Linked DNA regions of Mus musculus: all the other regions are linked to region 1. Evidence: chromatin contacts called from public Hi-C data. All regions are on one chromosome and are shown on one strand. The core of a region is the stretch at or near the end of the contact, and the rest is flanking DNA. Distances in the headings are between cores, read along the strand shown. Region 1 has its middle 16 kb from the start of Col22a1. Region 2 overlaps Trappc9 (trafficking protein particle complex 9). Region 3 overlaps Trappc9 (trafficking protein particle complex 9).

Region 1 (4,177 bases), core at 628-3,127:
CGTCTAGAGAAGGCTGACAATATAGAGGATGCAAAACGCTATACAATCCTATGTAAGGAACTCGAGAAGTGGCAGGTTTTGATTTAGAGTCCTGGAGCTAATCCTTCACAGAGCCTATGGGACATATATACAATATATTTACACGTATATATTATACTCGTAAATATGCATGTCTGCTATAAATGTAAATACACACACTGATCCATACACATGTTTATGTATAATACACATGAACACAAGACTATTCTTTTCAATAACTATTCACTTGTATATCTTAAATGTCTGTCATTTATATTACATATTCAAATATATAATGTATAAGACAATATAATATATAATTTGCCTTATAAAATCTGGATGTCTATTTTATAGTATGCACACATCTTTATTACAAAATGTCACTCCATCCAGATGTCTGAGAGTCCTGTGTCTTCCTGTTGGGTGGCAGTGGCATACATCCTGTGTACATGAGGAGCATAGTGGACACTGAGGGCTCATGCAGAGCTACTGGGTACATCAGAAGGCCATGCCACAGTAGCACTGTGAGTCACTACACTGGGAGGATTGACCTTAGCATCCTTTTCACCTACAGCAGGCATCATGGAGACAAGATTGTGCACATACCATAGGGGAGATATAAGACTACTGACAAACAGAAAATAGAAGCTCAGGTGGGAGGTGACCCCAATCTAAGCAACAGAAAGGGTATGCCTGGCATGGGATTCAGGACTTTGGGCTCTTCTTGGCCTTCAATGCATCCTCTACCTGGTCCTTGTGTCACTTCCTGGGAACCACTGCAGAATGTGATAAATGGAACAAGATTGCCTTGTAGGCCCCGATTCCTTCTTCTACCTTTCTGCATCTCAGGTCTCTGTTCTCTCAGCTCCAGAGATGAAGAATCCAGAGACATTCTCTCTTCTCATGCCTGCATAGCTCATACAAGAGACTCCAGAGGCAGATGCACTGAAGAAGGTTCAAATATGGTAGAAGGGCAGGCAAGTGGCCCTGGTACCTGGCAGGCCAAGATCAGAAAACAAGTGAAGATTTTCCTTCTGTCCAGCAGAGGGAGCCCAAGGACTCCCTGATGGCATGTGAAGGTCAGGGTGATCAAAACATTCTCAGCCTCATTGGGCCTGTGTGTGTTTGTGTGTGTGTGTGTGTGTGTGTGTGTGTGTGCGCGCTAGAAACTTTGAAGAAGCGAATGTTCAAGTCCCACAGGCCATCAGACTGAAGTATCATCTGCTTAGGGAAGGCCGGTCTGTTGCTTCATTCAGACTTCGACTGGATGAGTCAGCTTGTTTGAGAGAGAGAGAACAGTGTGTGTTTCTCAACATCAATGGGCTTAAATGATGATGCCCTTTGAAAGCTCCTCAGAGAAGTTTCCAGAATAATATTTGACCACACATCTCTGAGCCCAGCAGAATGGACTATAGAATTAATTATCCAAAGTCAGAAGTGCAACCAAACCTTTCCTCTCTGGTATACCCCATGCAAATGTCCCTTAGATGTCTGTATTAAAGTAGCCTATTGCTGAGACCCTGAGGGGTCCATGAAGGGAAGAAATTCATTGGCTGGTTTAGCTGTTGTGTAAGCTTCATAAACCCCTGGTGGGCATAGCCTGAAAGTGGCCATACACGGATCATTAAGCTGGTATCATGTCGAGTGAGCTGTGGTTGGGTGGTGGTTACAGCTGGCGGTTATGCCTGGGAATGGCTCCCTCTGGTCTGTAAAGGGGCAGGCAGATGCAGGCATACAGAGTAATTAGGGCCGTAATAAGCAAGGCAGGGTGGTGGAAATGTGCAGAAAGCAAATGCTGGCAACTCCTAGGGGCAGCCATTCACCAACTGCCTCGTATTTGGAAATGTGTCCATTGTGAGAAGCACTTTGCTGTATGTGTGAACAAGATTGAGAGAGTCCACTGACTGTGGCTCATGCAGACCCGGGACACATCCTGAGCCTGAATACTACTCCCAGAGACCCAGACCTCCAAAGGGCAACTGGAGGGGGTGAGACAAAAGGGGCTTCTAGAAAAGGCCCTGGGTGAGAGGACACCGGATCTTAAAGTGTTTAACCTCCCTTCCTCTGCTATTTGGAACTGTCCCTTCCCCTCTTTCCCCCAGCCGCCCCCCACCCCCACCCCCCGGGGAAATCACTGCTTTGCAGACACCACAGGCATGATCACACAGTAGAAGAAATCTGAGATCACAACCCTGGAAGAGGTCACAGCTCTAGTCAGGAACCATTACTCCTACTGGCACCAGGGGGCGCTCTCCCACCAGGAATCATCCCGACAGAGCCATACATATGCAGCCCTGGTCTGGACGGGACTCTAGAAAAGATCTTTCACCCCTCTCTGTACTGGTCTGGCCCTTTGTGGCAATCCATGGAATGTGACCCCTCTTAGGGCTTGGGCTGGTCTGAGATTGACATCTATCTATAGGAAACCAGAGAAGGCTACCTTAGTCACTGCTGTGAAGAGACACCATGACCAATGACCAAGGTAACTCTTATAAAAAAGAAAGAATTCAATTAGGGGCTTCCTTATAAAAGTTAGTACATTATTGTCATGGCAGAAAGCACACAGACAAATGTAGAACTGGAGAAATAGTTGAGAGTTCTACATCCTAATCTTCAGGCAGCAGGAAGAGAAAGGTGCTGGGCCTGGCATGGGCTTTTAAAATCTCAAAGCACACCCACTTCCCTAGTGACATACTTCCTCCAACAAAATGATACTTACTCCAACAGGGCCACACTTCCTAATCCATATAACCCTTTCAAAGAGCTTCACACCTTGGTGATTACACATTTAAGTATATGAGTTTACAGGGGGTCATTCTTATTTAAACCATCACAGTAGCCTAGTGGGCCCTCAGATAAGAGCAATATACCTCCAGTTGTTAGATCCTCCAAGTCTCTGTACTGGGGTACCTGGCTTTCTCTTGACTGTTCCATCACTCAACATGGGCCCTCTCCTCCTAGTATCATGGTGGTAGAGCACTTTGCTTCAAATGGAAACATTCTGTCATGGAATGAAGTTCATTAAGCCTAGAAAGTTCTGAAGGGAGGCTCATTAAAACCCAGACATCAAACAACCCACAAGCCTCAGGATGTTCCTGAAACCAGATTTGCAAAGTCCCTTCCTCCCCAGGGTTGTAAAGCAGGAAGAACAACTGAAGAGGAGAGATCTGTTGAGCTACCTGAAAGCCATGCAGAGAACTCTGGGGTTCCAGCTTTCCTGATTCACTATCCATGTTTGGGTGAGCTTTCAGGGATGTAGTTCCTGCTAGCAAAGTCAACTTCGTGAACCAACGAGTTCATTGCATTTACTTGCAGGAGTATGGGTGAGGAGTTGCTTACAGGAACTACATCCCTGAAAGCTCACCCAAACATGGATAGTGAATCAGGAAAGCTGGAACCCCAGAGTTCTCTGCATGGCTTTCAGGTAGCTCAACAGATCTCTCCTCTTCAGTTGTTCTTCCTGCTTTACAACCCTGGGGAGGAAGGGACTTTGCAAATCTGGTTTCAGGAACATCCTGAGGCTTGTGGGTTGTTTGATGTCTGGGTTTTAATGAGCCTCCCTTCAGAACTTTCTAGGCTTAATGAACTTCATTCCATGACAGAATGTTTCCATTTGAAGCAAAGTGCTCTACCACCATGATACTAGGAGGAGAGGGCCCATGTTGAGTGATGGAACAGTCAAGAGAAAGCCAGGTACCCCAGTACAGAGACTTGGAGGATCTAACAACTGGAGGTATATTGCTCTTATCTGAGGGCCCACTAGGCTACTGTGATGGTTTAAATAAGAATGACCCCCTGTAAACTCATATACTTAAATGTGTAATCACCAAGGTGTGAAGCTCTTTGAAAGGGTTATATGGATTAGGAAGTGTGGCCCTGTTGGAGTAAGTATCATTTTGTTGGAGGAAGTATGTCACTAGGGAAGTGGGTGTGCTTTGAGATTTTAAAAGCCCATGCCAGGCCCAGCACCTTTCTCTTCCTGCTGCCTGAAGATTAGGATGTAGAACTCTCAACTATTTCTCCAGTTCTACATTTGTCTGTGTGCTTTCTGCCATGACAATAATGTACTAACTTTTATAAGGAAGCCCCTAATTGAATTCTTTCTTTTTTATAAGAGTTACCTTGGTCATTGGTCATGGTGTCTCTTCACAGCAGTGAC
Region 2 (4,177 bases), core at 652-3,151, 970 kb before region 1:
CTGTTGGTTTCCAGGAGAGGCAAAAACCGGGTCCTTTGATATGGAAACTTCAGTTACCTGGGAAATGGCACAAGAGGAGATAGATGTCTGTCTCTAGTCATGCTGAAGTTAACTGTTTGACTTGGTTCTATCCAGGGTTCAACAATGGGCCAAGCCGTGTGTGTGTGTGTGTGTGTGTGTGTGTGTGTCTTGGATAGTCTGTTCTCTCCTCCCCGTTATGGGTCCCAAGAATTGAGCTTAGTTAGGCTAGTGACAAGCACCTTTAGCTGTTGAGCCATCTCGCCTGCCCTGAAGCTGTGTTTTTTAGGGATGCTAAGGCTATAGTCCTTGTAGAGGACTGGAGGGAGGGATGCCCCATGCCAGGCATACACAAACTTAGTGAAATGTGCACTGACTGAGACCCTGGGCATCGAAGGGCTTGCTTCACAGGGCAAGGACCCATGATGAGGGAAAAAGACCACCTGAGTGTCTGAGGTGGGCTGCTAGGGCCTCACTGGCCTGGAGCATGGAGAGACAGCAGGGGTCATGCTGGTGTAGGTTTGCCAAAGGTCAGTGAGGGCAATACACAGGGCAAGGGTACTTCAAGGGCAAGAGGGTGGCACCTTAATTGTAATCCATGCTTCTGAGTGAAGAGTGCTAGGCCTCTCAGGTAGACTGGAAAGGTCCAGGGAAGCCTTGAATTATTTGTAGCTGGGAGGCTGGATTTAGGTTAGATGGTCCTGTGTCCTTCCACAGCTCTGCAGTGGGCTACTGCTGTTATCAGGCCCAGGCGGTTCAGGAGACAGCTTTGAACACAGAAGAGGCTCCAAGCAGACCGGAAAGGTCTGGGGAGTGGAGTCTGTTGGGCTTAGCTGGTGCTAGAGTAGTGGGTGGCTGCCAGGCTTCCCAGCCCTGCTCCTCTTCTACAGACCTGTGGGCCCTCACTCTCTGCAGTTACTGAAGTCCGCTTTGCAGATTAAAGGGAGGAGATCTGGACTTACTGCAACCTGCTATCTATTCACAGTGGGGCCCTGTAGTTTGGATCAGCTCTGCTATCATCTTGCTCGGCGTCAGGCAAACACTAGAGGGCAGCAATGCTCTGTGGCAATTGTGGCCCTGCCTGCGGCACAGGGCGGTTACCAGCCTTTGAATTCTGCCGGAGGAGGAAGGCACTTTGCGGTCCTTGTCTCATCCTGATGTTTGTCTGCTAGTTGACAAGGCAGCAAAATAATGAGTTCTGGTGGGATTTTATAATCACAGTAAAGAGAAGGGCCTGGAGTTTTTCTGAAATAGAACAAGCTTTTGGTTCTTAATCAAGTGTGATCCATTGTGGAGCTGATGGTAACGAAGGACTTCGGCGGCAAATGGCGGACATTTGGGAAGGAATGGAGATGTGACTAGTGCAAGTTCCATCTGTCTTTCAGAATCCCTGCATGAGCTGGTGGTGCCACACACTTTGAATCCCAGCACTCAGGAGGCAGAGGCAGGCAGATTTCTTGAGTTTCAGGCCAGCCTGGTCTACAAAGGGAGTCCAGGACAGTCAGGGATATTACACAGAGAAACTCTGTCTCAAAAATCCAAAACCTCAGAACTGGAGGATAAAACTGTCTTTATCGGTGCTCTGCAAAATAGATGCAGAGTCCCTCTTCCCTGTGCAGGCACAGGGTGACCTGCGTGTGTTGGCTGGTTTAGGCGAGTGATTTCTGGTAATTATCTGGCACTCCCAAATGGCAACAAATAGCTGGCTGTGTACAGATCTGTGCAATGGTCATGAGGGTTTCACAGGCAAATGACAAGGTTCATATGAGAACAGAGGGGCTGGGACTTGAGTCATCATTTTCCCCTGTTTGTGAATAGAGGAGCCATGCAGCACCCTCTCAGCTTGTCTTCTGTGGAGAGCAAGCAGCCACCTCTCTCCTTTACTTAGTGCCGCTGCACACCGTCTGGGAACAGCAGGGTGGCAAGGAGGCTGCAAACCTCACTGGCATCCATTCACAGACTTCTTGAAGTAGGAATCTGTTCCTTGAGATTCTGTGGTCTAAATGTAGCCACCCCTATCTGCAGAGGGAGGTTAGGAAAAGGAACAATGATTCAGGCACCAAAGAAGATGGTGGCTTAGAGGTGAGGGGTCCCTGGGACACGTGTTCATGCACCCTTTGTGTTCCTTCCCTTCCCTTCCCTTGCCTCTGGGATGGGCAGGAGTGACTCTAGGCAAAGTGTTTCTGTCTGCCTGCCTGCTAGCCTGCTCCTGAAGTCCAGTGAGCTGCAGACAGTCATGGTCCACACTGGCCGGCGCTGAGGAGGGGAAACCGGCTGATAAACAAAAGACATGGAGGCAAACAATTCCCAAGTGAGTCAGATCTACAGAAACAAAGACCACGCTCCCATTGGATACCTTCTGCGGAGGAGCAGCTCGGGAGGCCTTCATCCCAGGAGCATAAGCACTGTTGCAATGTAGAGCAAGGTGCAACAAAGAAAGATGCACAGGCTGCGATGACTGTCTCCCCTGTAGCTGGCTGGTGGGGCTTGTGGCGGCTCCATCTGGTGCTGAGCAGACCCTGAGAAAGGTCTCGTCAGTTCCTTTCCTCACCACTTGCAGCCAGTTTTAAAGACAGGGAAACTGAGGGGTGAGACCCAGCTCAGCTCACAAAGTCTCCCATTGTTCTTTCAGTCCCCCTCGCTCCCTCGCTTGTGTGATTCCAAAAGCCCAACCCGGTGGCAGCTCCCCTCCCCCACCCTAGGCTGCCTGAGGGACTGAATACATTTTTGTTTTCAACAGAAAATGGCAGGTGACCTTACGAGAAAGTGCTACTGAGGAAGTGTCTGGAAAACTAGACCAGCTTCTGAGGGTCGCAGCGTGGCCCCGTCCTCCGCCTCCTCACATCTCTAAGTTCCAGAACAATTGGTGCCCTTTAAAACATTCTCCTTTATGAGACTTTAGAGGGGACTTTCAACCTCTTTGTCTTTGGTTAATTTTCTTTGCAAAGCCATTCAGATTTTATGCAGGCTACTCTGTTCAGATGCAAGAACAGCCTCCTCCTCCTCGGATTTCTTTTTTGATGGGTTTCCTTAATGAAGCTGTTGCTAAGGAAACCCTGCAAGAGCCTGGTAGGCACCAGAGTGACTGCATCCCTAGTGCTCCTGTCAGGTTGAGCTCAGAGTCAGAAGGGTGGGAGAGTGGGGAAGGGTGTCATCTGGGGAAGGGGCTGAGGTAATGCTGTGACAGGTCAAAGCTGGCCAACTGGCCAATGGCTTCCAGGGCCAGTCAGTCCGTGGGGGAACTGTGGGGGAACCGTGGGGGGATCCACAGCTCTTACAAGGAAACCATTGAATGGGGGGGGGTGGAGAAGGAAGGTCACCTGCTAGATTCCTTTCTGGAATTGAGAGGAGAGAGAGAGAGAACTGAGAAATTTCTGGTCTAACAGGATTCTGGTGTGTGGCTTGACTAAGAGTCCAGGAGAGTGGAAGTCTGTGAGGACAGTGAGGGGGGCTCAGTCATTCCAGAGCCAGGGGTCTGCAGAGACCCCTTGGGGGCCAGCTCTGCTCTACCCCCTCCCCTCCCCCTCCCAACTTGGAAAGGCACTGCCCATTGAGCTGAGTTTCAAATCTCCACTCTAACCAGAAAAGGTGATAAAAGAAGCCAGACCTCAGTGCCCTGCAGGCAGCTGTAATTTTTAAGGAGGGGTGAGAGGGATACTTGGGAATTCCTCTTTGGAGACTTGCAAGTCACTTTGGTCTCATGGGCTTGGGGAATCTTGGCTTTCCCTCTCCGCTTTAGCAGTTAGGAACCTTAGCATCAAGTCTACAGATACCTTAATAATTACACCCACTTCCTGGCAGGCATTTTTCTGATCGAACCTTCCTCTGGTTTTATTTAACTATAATCTCATTTTTTTCACCTTGATTTTTTTTTTTTATATTTTGGCTGTTACTGCTCTTAAATTGTGTGTGTTTAAAAAATTGATTTTACATTCTTCTTTAGAACAAGGCAGAATGTAAACAGATGCAGGCACGGAGAGTAGCGCAGGCGCACTGCAGACACAGAGAGAACCGCAGGCACACTGCTTTTGGAGGTTCCAGGGTATTTACCTTAGGAGGTTACAGCTGAGGTGAATGTTAAAACTGTGTTTTCAGTAGGCGAGTCTGGTAATACACGCAGACTCTGGAGAAGGGATGGGGGCTTATTCATCTCTCTGTG
Region 3 (4,177 bases), core at 974-3,473, 810 kb before region 1:
TGCATGGGCCTAGTCCCTCCTTCCTTCCTTGTTCCCAGGGTCCTGGGTCACCTGCTCCCAGGTTCATTTTGAACAGGTCCCTCCTGTGAACCCTTCTCTTCAGTTTTTGTTTTTTTTTCCTTTCTATTCCTAGCTCTGTACCATGACTGGGGATATAATCCCAGGGAGTTCATACGTCAAGGAGGAAAGACTCTTACATTGACATTCTGATTTTTCACCTCACAGACTGAGAGGAAGGATATGTTTGCAGCAGGAAGCTTTCTTGTAAGTGCTAATTAAAAGCTGGGGTCATTGTCCTTGCTATGGGTATCTGCTGGCCCCCTCAGGAATGGAGCCATTAGCCTGAAGCACACTCGGGGGTTCATTCTGGTCTGTGCTCTATCTTGTCTACTAGACAACAAGATGGGGACTCATCACTTGAGGTTTCTGTTCTAACCACGCTGGTCCCCAGTCAGCATGCATGAGTGAAGGTGGCTTTCACAATGGAGACCCATGGTGTGTCCACCAAGACTTCCAGGGAAGAGCGAGCCTACGCTGCAGGCACTGGGGTTGCACAGAGAAGCAACCAAAACAAGATAAGCTGCAGAAGGGGAGTGGTCTGGTCAGATGCTGTGGTGGTGAGCACTGGTCCAGGAGAAGCAGGAGACGCGGTACGAGGCTACGGCAGTGGACGACAAGGGCATCAGGGGAGCAGAGAACGCAGTTTCCAGGCAGGTCACTTTTGTGGATGCTGAAGCTGTTACCAAAGGTCACGTTAACTCAGGAAATTCTTTCCACTCCCCAGACTTTGCTTTCCTCATCCGTCAGATGAGAATAGTAGAAGCGTTCATGCCCAGACTTGAAGCACTGGAGACTACTTCCAGCACTCAGTTCATACTGTACTCACACTTACAATGTGACCTGAAGGCTGCCACCAGGGCCAGACTGACGGAGGCTTTGTAGTCTTCACGCCCCAGAATTACGGTTGCACTTACAGCAGACTGCAGGGAGGAGACTGGAACCTGCTGTTGGGAAAGCTGAGACAAGACATGAACTTGAACTTTGTGCTTGGAATGGTTTGGAGTGGGGCAGAAGAAGGTTGTGGCAATGTGATTGACAGGTCTTAGGGACCATTAGGCCAAGGCAGGGGAGATTCTGTTTTCATCTGGTGGCTCTGGAGGGCGGGGCATGGTGGATGTGCTCATTCTGCAGCTGTCTGCAGCTGCCGTGCTACCCAGGCAGGTCTTAGAGGGCAGTGGCTGCTGTCTAAATGAGTGTGAGCCAGAAGTAGACATAGAACTGCTATCCTTGATAAGGGAAGTTTCCCTAAACTGAGGCAGCCACTCAAAGGAGACTCTGGAACAGGAAACGGGGCTACTGCTGCAATTTTGCTGACCCCTGTATCGGAGGACTTGCAAAGATGCTTGGGAGAGACCAAAGACGAAAAAGACATTACAGAAAGCAAAGGACAGTCCGTAGAAACAGCACAATCTAGGGAGGGGAACGTGTAAAGAGTTTGCTGAATTTACCAGTGTGGTATTTTATGACCTGACCGGGTTACTAGAAGTTTCATAGGCAAAAGACGCTTTATGTGTTGAATGGTCACCGGGATGAAGAAGCTAAGCACGAAGCAAAGCCACTCACTGAAGTTTGGTTTCGAAAGTTAGGAGAGGGGAGTTTTAGAAGTGTGTGGCTGAGTCCCCGTCGTCGCTGCTGCTTGGAGCCTCTGGCTCACGAGCCCTGCGCCCTGAGATGTGCATGTGAGGTAACTGTGCTGCCACAGACCTTGATGAGGGATATTTAAAGGGTGCGTCCTCCCTCACTTCTCCATTTGTTGTGTTCATTAAGAATTTAAGTTAGCTGCTCTGCTTTTTGTTAAGGTATTTTTAGTTTCTCAAAATTTCTTTGCACTTGTTAATTAATCCTAAAATTAATCCTACGTCCTCTTTTTTTACTCACCCCCACCCCCACCCTGCCGTAATTTCCAAGTCAGCTCTCTTTTTGCCTGTTTCTTCTTGACCCAGAGTTAATAGGTTTTTGCACCAACCTTCTCCATTCTGAGAGGTCTGAATTGGTAATTATAATCTGAGTGCCCCCTTCTCCAATCCTTGAAAGGAGATTTATTGAAGGCGGGGCCATAATGACTAACGGCAAAGCTTGGTGCATTCTGTATAGATAGCCAGACCCATCTGGTTTTCAGGACTCAGACAAGTCCCTTGGGGTTGACTTTCATTTAAGCATTTGCTGTCCCCGCATCCTGCCGCCCACATCCTTCCTGCCGTTTCCCCCCCAGCAAAGCCACCGCTCATTTGGTGCTTGATTTGGTGCTAAAATGGCATCCGATGAGGCTTAGAGTCTGCAGGGTGGTAGAGAGGCAGCAACACCCAGAGGGTCTGACACCCACGAGCTGGGGCTGCTTCCTCTCCACTGTGGGCACTGGAAGAGAGTGGAGCCATCAGCCCAAGCTAGGAAGGCAGCCACTGTGAGACAGGCCACTCCTTTGTGCTGTAAGGAGACACTCAGGCAAATCTGAGTAAGACATGATGATTCTGTGTGAAGATGTTATAGTGAAACCCATGATTTTGTATGTTAACTAAAAATATTTTAAGAGTTGGATAAAATTCTGGAGACATTGTGGTTACAATACCCATAATACCAGATTTACCCATCACCACATTTAAGTGTGCAGCCAAGTGGCATGAAATGGTCATACTGCACTGTGGGTGCCATTGCTGTCTCTTGCAGAACTCCATTATATTAAACACCCTCCCCATTTAATTATTTTGTAATGATAGTGCACTACAATGTAGCCTCTGATTCTTACTCATTCATTAAATATTCATTGACTGCCTACCTATTAAGGACTGGACTTAGCTCTGGGAATGCAAATCAAGTGAGTTAGGGACTATCTTTAAGGAACTGAGACTCTGGCAAGGAGTACAGCAGTGAAGATTCACTACCAGCCTCTGTCAGGGTTCTTGGGACAGCACAGAAGCAGAGCAGCTGGTCCCCTGGGGAGCCCAGAGGAGCCATGTGACTGGGGATCAGATGCATGTATAGAGAGGTGCAGTGGGCCATGGCTGTCTCTGCAGGGTTCATTTGATTTTTCTTAACACAGGAAACTGGAAATTTGCACTGTTGTGTTTCCTCTGGATCCTGCTGGTCCAGTACAGCGCCGTGTGGTACAAGTGTGTGTCTAACGAGAGAGGTTGCAGCTCACTGCAGATAGGTGGTGTTGTGGCCTAGCTGCTATCCTTGTGGTGTGCATAGGATTGGGGTGTGGCTCAGTCCAGAGAAGGCACATCACCCAACGCCTTTACCTCAGATTCGAGGATGCCAGGCTTAGATGTCAGGAAGGCCTTCTAGGCTCTGTGTGTGTGGTTGCTGTGACCATCATGGCAGCCTATCCCATGATGTGTGCACTGTTTCTGTGTTTCTTCGTGCTTCCTCTCCTCCTCTCTCTGTCCTTCTGAGGCTTAACCTTGCCCGGTTCAGATCGCTGTGTCTAGTGTGGCTATATATGGCCCCACTGAATGATGTTGCATTTCGGACAGTGAGGACCCGAGAGCAGATTGCCTACTGCTCTTTAGCCTTGTCATCTAAGGCAAGCCACGTGATCTCTTTGCGCTACAGCTTCTGTGGGTCAGGACCAGATCGGATTTCCCTCGCTGCTGTGTAAGCAGAGGTAGCATATGCAAAGTGCCTAAGCTCTGGCTTAGTTCTGAGGGGAGGACAGAGTTGTTCAGGTTCATGCTTTGCTTGAGATACAAGGTTCCTGCACTGTGCAGCTGGTCAGCCATTAGCCAGGAGATAAGCCATCGGCACCTCTGCTCCTCAGCTTCCTCCTCTATGAGTCAGGGATAGTAAGAGCTGCACCTGACAGAGCCAGGATGCTCCTCTGAGCACTGGACACACACGAAGGGACACAGTGAACACTCCACACTCAGAAAGCCACCACACAGCCTGGCATGTGTTTGGAGTCCTAGGAACATTTTCCCCCGTGGCTCTTGTTTCAGAAACTCAGGGTGGTGTGTGTCTCTGCCTGTCTGCCTCCTGAGCTTTAAACTTAGGGCAGGGGCATTGGGAACAGGGCCATCATGCTTCTGTTTACAGGCCTGTTTCCTCAGGCTTGCAGGGATGGAGGCAATGCAGCAGGCAGGTACCACACTGCACTGCAGTTCATCATCTTACCACACAG

The links. Hi-C and Micro-C count contacts between places; a contact is called where the count stands out from the background.
Region 2: a Hi-C map of the N1E-115 cell line shows a contact between it and region 1, with 14 times the contacts expected there. The contact joins two enhancer-like sites. A contact is called at or near these places in 3 of 15 datasets of contacts at CTCF or cohesin (hippocampal excitatory neurons, large pre-B cells and stem cell-derived epiblast-like cells), 6 of 484 Hi-C or Micro-C datasets (the N1E-115 cell line, cerebellum, cerebral cortex and 3 more) and 1 of 115 datasets of contacts at active chromatin or transcription factors (neural tube).
Region 3: a Hi-C map of the N1E-115 cell line shows a contact between it and region 1, with 5 times the contacts expected there. The contact joins two enhancer-like sites. A contact is called at or near these places in 1 of 484 Hi-C or Micro-C datasets (the N1E-115 cell line) and 1 of 9 other capture datasets (embryonic stem cells).

The regions. Positions count from the first base shown.
Region 1 is chr15:72,048,536-72,052,712 of GRCm38.p6, reverse strand. It overlaps a transcript of Col22a1 not described here. Among named protein-coding and RNA genes, the nearest start is that of Col22a1, 16 kb to the right of the region's middle. Within about 2 kb of position 1,877, at least 10 of the 459 cell types and tissues checked have an H3K27ac peak or open chromatin away from gene starts, as enhancers often do. A contact at or near this core is called in the N1E-115 cell line, where this site is marked.
Region 2 is chr15:73,019,980-73,024,156 of GRCm38.p6, reverse strand. All of the region lies in intron 6 of Trappc9 (trafficking protein particle complex 9), which reads left to right. Among named protein-coding and RNA genes, the nearest start is that of Trappc9, 39 kb to the left of the region's middle. RefSeq lists an enhancer at 838-3,738. Within about 2 kb of position 1,901, at least 62 of the 459 cell types and tissues checked have an H3K27ac peak or open chromatin away from gene starts, as enhancers often do. A contact at or near this core is called in the N1E-115 cell line, where this site is marked.
Region 3 is chr15:72,863,732-72,867,908 of GRCm38.p6, reverse strand. The region is part of intron 16 of Trappc9 (trafficking protein particle complex 9); the gene reads left to right. Among named protein-coding and RNA genes, the nearest start is that of Gm41343, 34 kb to the right of the region's middle. Within about 2 kb of position 2,223, at least 86 of the 459 cell types and tissues checked have an H3K27ac peak or open chromatin away from gene starts, as enhancers often do. A contact at or near this core is called in the N1E-115 cell line, where this site is marked.